Regions from separate parts of the Mus musculus genome. Here region 1 is linked to region 2. The links are chromatin contacts, called in public promoter capture Hi-C maps. All regions are on one chromosome and are shown on one strand. Each heading gives the region's core, a stretch centred on a gene start, on an enhancer-like site or on the middle of the called end of the contact. The rest is flanking DNA. Distances are from core to core; before and after follow the strand shown. Region 1 overlaps Elfn2 (leucine rich repeat and fibronectin type III, extracellular 2). Region 2 overlaps Cyth4 (cytohesin 4).

Region 1 (3,204 bases), core at 618-3,117, 85 kb before region 2:
GCTGCTGCTGGCTGTACTGGCTCACAGGCAGAAACAGCTGGGCTAGGAGCCCAGCATCCCAGCTGCTTTTGAAGGGTGAGAGGGAAGGGCAGAGCCAGAGGGGACCTGTAGAGTGGGGGCATTGTGCACGGTTTGAGGTCACCACGCGTGGCATTGCATGGCTAACAGGTCTAGTGCCCTAGTTAGGGCGGCAGGGCTCTGAGCAGGCTTTTGTGAAGGGGACCCTGAAAGGGCCTGATTCACAAGGTGCTCCGCGGCCCTCGCTGCTCTGATTTCATCTAACATTGTATCCCTGGAGACCCATGAGGAAGTTGGCTCCGAGAAGCTGCACAGGCTGCCCAAGGTCACACAGCTGGAGGCTTTAGGGCAAGGATGTGGGTCCAGGTTGCGGGTGCCTGCCTGCTGCACTTCCTGGGCTCCCAAGGCTCCCAAGGCTCCCAGGTTGAGTTGGCTGCTGTCTTTGGATGTTCTTCTCTCTTGTGCTCCGATGCTCCTTCGTCTCTCTCCGAAGCAGATGCAGGTGCAGGCAAGGGTCAGCTCCAGGCCGGCCGCTGGCCTTCAGAGACTGTTTGCCCATGTTTAAGTGGGCCCCACGTATCTGGATAAGAGGCCAGCTGTGTCGGCTGCACATGCGGACTAGGCTCATCTCAGAAGCTCTGTCTGTATCCTTTCTTCTACCTTGGCACTTGCCTGGCCTGACTGTCCTGGGCAGGTTCAAGATGGGATGGCGTGTGATCAGCATATTGGTCAAGTCCCTACAGTTGTGATAGTAACCACCTGGAGCCTGCTGGGTGTCAGGGGTGGACTGATGGTGGCGACCTGCAGGAAGGTCACATGGTCCTATGCCTCCTGCTTTGTTCCTTCTCTGTGTTGGCTTCACACTGGGATCCATGCTGCCCTGGCCTTCTAGAGGGAAAACTGCGAGCCAAATACAGGACAATGGAGTAGAGAAACCTGGGATTAGGAAGGACTTCCTGGAGGAGGTGACTGGGCTAATAGCACTGGAGAAGTTCACAGCACAGGTGGGAGGAAGTTACAGGCTCTTATCACAGATGCTTCTTATGACTTGAAGGGCTAGGGTCCCCTCCCCAGGGATGCAGAAACATCAAAAGATTTTGAGCAGTGTGGGGCAGCCTCCAAGCCGAGTGGCTTTTGGGGAAAGCTCTGCCTGGAGGCAGTGCTGGGAGGCTGAAGGTGGAGAGGGAAGGGACTGACCTGAGGGGCGAGGTATGAGGTGGGTCTTATCACCTGGCAGGAGAGGCAGAGCTGTAGGTAAAGCTGAGCCATAGGCAGGTGACAGTGGCCCTGACCCATGGGGGCACTTGATGAGCAGAGGCAGCTGAGCCTCCAGAACACTTGGCTGGCCTATAGTGGGAGCTAGCAAGTAGATGCGGAGGTGCTAGCACCTGGCATGATGGTTCTCAGCCCATGGGTCTTGACACCTGGTGGGGGCATCAAATAGGTCAGCATATCGGATACCCTGCATATCCAGTATTTACATTATAGTTCCTAACAGTAGCAAAATTACAGCTATGAAGTAGCAATGAAAATAATTTCATGGTGGTGGTGGGGGGGTGGCCACACCATGAGAAACTGTGTCAAAGGGTCACAGCATTGAGAAGGTTGAAAGCCACCAACCTAGGGGACTAGCAAGTGTCAGACTGCAGAGAGGAGGGGGCTGAGAAACCTGCAGCAGTTAGAGGATGTTTATGGATAGAGGGACTGTAGATGGGACTGGGGTGCACTGAGGCCTTGTTCCAGGCCATTGCCTCCTCTGGTTTCAGTTTCCCTTCCTCAGGGCTGTGGTCACTGCTGGCTCTGACTCCCATTGAGGTAGAAGGCCACAGCTGGCACCTGCTGCCTGATCATGGTCTTGGGGACATGGACACTGACAGTTGGCATTGGCTGCGTTTACTGATCACCTACTGTATACTTACCTTGTAGGGGGGCCAGGGAACTGCGACCATGCTTCCCTATCCACCACCCCCCCATCTCTGCAGTGTTCTCACGGAACATACAACACAGATGCACCCAGAAAGCTGGGAGGGCCACCTTGCTTTTTGCAAGCCCAGTGACTTTTTAGGAGAGATATTAGGAGCTGAGTATTGTACAAAATAACTTTCAGGAAGGTATCTTTAGACTCCAAAGCTGGAGTGCATTTGTGAGGTTTGTGATTCGCCTGGGTTCCACGTGTGTCCCATCCCAAGCTCCTGTCCTCTTATCCCTGCTTCCATTTGTCTGAATCCGGGCAGCTCCAGAGCTTGGCGGGTGCTGTTAGGTGGACAGTCTGCTTGGCAGAACACAGGTTTCTGGGGGTGGGGTGAGATGCTGGACGGGCTTGTCCCGCACTTACAGGAGGCTGTAAGGATGCTGCTGTCTGCTGAGGAAAGGCCTCACTCAGGTGTCTGCTGCTGTTGGTGTGCTTGTGTCCTCTCCCCCACCCCCCTGAGCAATCTGAGCAGAGCTGGTGGGCAGAGCAGCTTGAGAGGTTCAGCTTGGGCAATCTCATGCTTTTGGGTTCTTAGCTGTGTGTCTTTGGGCAAGTGGCTTCACTGCTCTGGGCCTATTTCTTCATCCCTCCAATGGGTAGGACAAGCAGGCCCACCCCTCAGACTGTGAGTGACTGAATCACCCAATGTGTGTTGTCAGGGCCTGATTTGCGTCTTATCATAACCAGATTCTTATAGGGCAGGGCTTACATCCCAGCCACACTGACCTGGCCAAGCTGGTCTGTCTTTCTGGGTGTTGATTTCATCTGAGAAGTGGTCTGGTTAAGCCGGGGCCCTGTTGGTGGTGTGTGGCCCAGTGTTGGCCATGGGGACTCCATAGGAAGCTTCTTTATGGGGTATCAGGTACACAGTTGTCTGTCACGGGGGTTGTGGGCTGGGGCTGCTTGCCGTGTGACCATGACGCCACAGGCCTGGGAGGAACCTACACTCAGACAAGGTGGGCAGAGTCATCCTGGGAAGCGGAGGGACAGCCAGGTCCAGGGGGGGGGGAGAGACTGTGACCTTCAAGACATCTCCCAGCTTCAACCTGGGACCCCAAGGCAGCTCCTGACTGGCTCTGAGGAGGAGGCCCCGATGCGTGACCCTTGGGCAGCCAAGCAGAGGGATGGGAGGAGGCAAGGATGCTGGAAGTCCTGCTTGTTGGCTGCATAAGAGCTGCTGCTGGTTTGGGCAGAGAGGCAGCAGGTGTGAGACC
Region 2 (3,285 bases), core at 364-2,863:
ACACACACACACACACAGAGGCAGTGAATGCTGGGCCACTGAGTCAAGTTTCTTCCTTGGTCACTTCCTGCCTGGTGACCCTACTCCAGCCTCTGCACATCCCCCCCCCCCTTACCCCCACCTCCCTGTTTCTTCATCAGAGGCAGACACAGACCTTTCTACTTCCTCCCTCTCCCCAGCTCTCAGGTCAGGAGTCTGTCACTCAGCAGTGTTTGAGGAAGGCTGGTGACTCACAGCCTCCTACACTGTGGCCCATCCCTCTACCAGCCAGAAGCTGGTTCCAGACACTCCTGTCTAGAGCCTCTGTGGATCCCCCTGCCTCACACCCTTTCGTCCTTCCCCCCTCTCCATCCTTCTTTCTCTTCGAGCTGCTGCTGGGTTGAGCTGTTCCTGCCTGAAGGCCTGGGTGTTGACTGTTCTCACAGCCTGGAATCCTCCTGTGTGCACGGCCCCCCACTTCCTCGCCAACAGAAACCAGAGCCCCAGTTCAGAGCCCTCCTGTTCGCCTTCTGTGCACCCAGCCGAGCTCATTTCTGTTTCTCTCCCATGCAGAAAGCACCTGTCCCTGAAGACAGGGGTTTGGCCATCTTGTCTTATATGGACAGCATTTGGAAGAGAGCTCAGAGCACACCAGGCACAAACAACATGCATGCGTGCATGTATGAATGAATGCATGCATGAATGAGTGAATGCATGCATGCATGCATGAGTGAATGAATGAATATTCCAGAGCCTGGGAACCAGTGCTCACCCCAAGTCCTAAGCATGATGGCTTCCCAAGCACTGTTCATCCTGAGTGGTATGTTCACCCCTACGCCCTCACTTCCTGCTCCCTGTCTGGGGATCCTCTTACTTTTCCCCCAAGTAGGTGCCAATGGCTGTCTTGTTGAGACCGTCACCCTTGTACAGGAACTGGGCGATGTCCTGGACATCAGAGGTCAGCAGCTTGTGCTCAATGAGATACTGGATGCCCTAGAGATGACACAGCATTCATGAGCAACCCCCCCTAGCATAGGCACCTGGTGGAGGAGGGGATAAGGAGGGGGACCTGGTGTTTGGGTTCCCTACATGGTGTTCTCGAGCCGCCTTTGGGAGGTGGTAAGCTCCCCATCTCTGGAGGCATGCTCAGGGAGCTAAGTGAAGCAGTGCTTCCCGGGGTCCCTCCAGCCTGGCACACTTAGACTGCAGCCTCCCGTGGTTGCTGAAAGTCACAGTTCTAAGCCTCAGTGAGTCAGCCTCTCATTTTATTAGCGCCCCACTCTTATTATTCTAAATAGTTTCATTTCACCGCAGTAGCAATCTACGTTCATTGTGTAAAAGTCACACAGACCAGCTGAAACAAAAAGGGAGGTGACTGCATGAACCCCACCTGGGAGGTAGCCAGCTTCCATGGCAATGACTTTCACTGCTCTTCTCTAGTGGGTGGGAGGGTGTACCCCACCTTCTGGCACTTTGACGCCAGCTTCGCTGGGCACCCTGTGGCCAGAGCTGGCGACGTATGTGCTTGTTTGTAAGAGGACAGGTAAGTGGAGCAGTGTGGTCTAGGGCTCGGGCCTGTGAAAGGCGAATACACAGCCGAAGCAGTCTCAGCCAGGGCTTGGCATTCTCTGTGGCTGCTTGGACTCTTGCCCTAGTGTGGTGTGTGGCTTCCTCCTGTGGCTGTCCCTGGTGGAGAGGAAACCCATGGCCACCTGGCAGAAGGAAGGGCTGCTGGCTGGCTCCGAAGCCATGGGCAATGAAGCCCATTCCAAAGTAGGGCATGGAGCCAGAGAAGCAAGGGGATTGGTCCCAGGCAGGGACTTCACAGCCTTCCAGTCTTTGGGCTGTGGTGTTAGGGAATGAACAGAGGCCAGGGAACCAAAGGCTTGTCCCTGTTGGGTGGTTTGCAGGGTCAGCCACAAAGGTGCCCAGAAGACAGCTCCTCTGGGCACCTTGGTGAGACCCATGTCCTCCTCCTGTGGTCACCAAGATGCACACTTTGGTGGGGGTCTATGTCCCCTCCCCTGGATTTGTACCTTATTAGGGTCCATGTTGAATTTCTTTCTCCCGATGCACATCTCCTTCTCTTTCTGCGCCATCCGGCTGTGAACAGAGGCACATCAACACGGTGGCTCTGGATGCCACCATCCCCCATAAGCCCCGAGGGGGCCTTCCTCAGGAGAGCCAGCATGCCCTTGGAACTCCATGTGTAGCCCCGCCCCTGGACCACATGAGAGAGCAAGAACAGGCTGAGAGGTGTCAAGGGGCAGGGTAAGCTGTAAGCTGAGCACTGAACTCTGGGCCTCCAGGGAGCCCAGCAGAGCACCCTGGGGAGGAGACAGGGGCATGGTGGGACCAGTGAGAACATGGGCCCCAGAGGCTGTTCCTGAATATGAGTCTTGCTATATATACTCTTGAGCCAAGCCACGAGAGTGATTCTTTCATTTCTCTTCCCTCCCCCAGGTCTCAGTTTCCTTCTCTGCAAGAACCACCTGCTGCCCTCATGCAGGGCATGTGTGTGTGTGTGTGTGTGTGTGTGTGTGTGTGTGTGTTCATGTGTATTCATGAATGTGCATGTACACGAGTCGCTTGAGAAGCAGGGACTTTGGAGGCTGGGTGGGCTCCCGGCAAACCAGGTGTAGTTCAATAGTTCAGTGCCCTAGGGTCCTAGCAGGCATGTCCAGCCTGCTGGCTACAAGTGGCTGCATCTGCCCAGGAGAGCTATGAATGCCAACCAAATACATAACTTACTTAGAATGTTAAAAGATTTATTCTTTTTTTTTCAATTTGTAGCTCAAATGTCATTTGTGGTTTTACAAGGACAATGTCAAGAGGGTTGGGTCTAGGAGATTGTGTGGGAACCCAACCTTCTCCTTACACAAATGGGGATACTGAGGCTCAGAAAGACGGCCCAACCTGAGAGCAAAGAGCCAGCAGGAACTTTCTTGTGTGAGGAATGATGTGGGCCTGCAGACCTACTCCAGGCCCAGATACCAGAGCTCTCTCACCCTTGTCCAGGGTCAGGGTCAGGGTCAGGGTTTTTTGCCCATCCACTTCTAGCAGCCTCTGACCGGTAATGTGCAGGCAGTGCTGTGGGGGGAGAGGTGAGAGCTTGGGGTTGTTTGAGAATCAATGGGGAGTGGTCCAGACAGTGCGTATGGGGCTGTAGGCATCTCCTTGGGTCCCACCACCATCCATGGCACACAGGGAGTGCCCAGGAATCGTCTTCCCACGGGCCAGGTCCCTCACCTCTCCTCGGTGCTTTCAAAGCAGTCGATTTGGGCAAACACATCTGCAATCTCATCC

The links. Promoter capture Hi-C pulls out the DNA fragments that hold promoters and counts their contacts.
Region 1: a contact with region 2 is called in a promoter capture Hi-C map of the 3T3-L1 cell line, with 2.4 times the contacts expected there. The contact joins two enhancer-like sites. A contact is called at or near these places in 5 of 39 promoter capture datasets (the 3T3-L1 cell line, embryonic stem cells, liver and 1 more), 3 of 484 Hi-C or Micro-C datasets (CD4 T cells, embryonic fibroblasts and embryonic stem cells), 3 of 115 datasets of contacts at active chromatin or transcription factors (the 230-238 cell line and large pre-B cells) and 3 of 9 other capture datasets (adipose tissue, liver and pancreatic islet).

The regions. Positions count from the first base shown.
Region 1 is chr15:78,689,509-78,692,712 of GRCm38.p6, reverse strand. All of the region lies in intron 1 of Elfn2 (leucine rich repeat and fibronectin type III, extracellular 2), which reads left to right. Gm52188 (a long non-coding RNA gene) reads right to left here. Exons shown (of 3, transcript XR_003951542.1): 1 at 2,717-3,204; 2 at 1,249-1,442; 3 at 1-918. Among named protein-coding and RNA genes, the nearest start is that of Gm52188, 4.0 kb to the right of the region's middle. Within about 2 kb of position 1,867, at least 15 of the 459 cell types and tissues checked have an H3K27ac peak or open chromatin away from gene starts, as enhancers often do.
Region 2 is chr15:78,604,644-78,607,928 of GRCm38.p6, reverse strand. Cyth4 (cytohesin 4) reads right to left here. Exons shown (of 13, transcript NM_028195.3): 3 at 3,229-3,285; 4 at 2,016-2,082; 5 at 854-972. Gm52186 (a long non-coding RNA gene) reads left to right here. Exons shown (of 4, transcript XR_003951538.1): 2 at 553-2,250; 3 at 2,443-3,285. Among named protein-coding and RNA genes, the nearest start is that of Gm52186, 3.5 kb to the left of the region's middle. Within about 2 kb of position 1,613, at least 49 of the 459 cell types and tissues checked have an H3K27ac peak or open chromatin away from gene starts, as enhancers often do.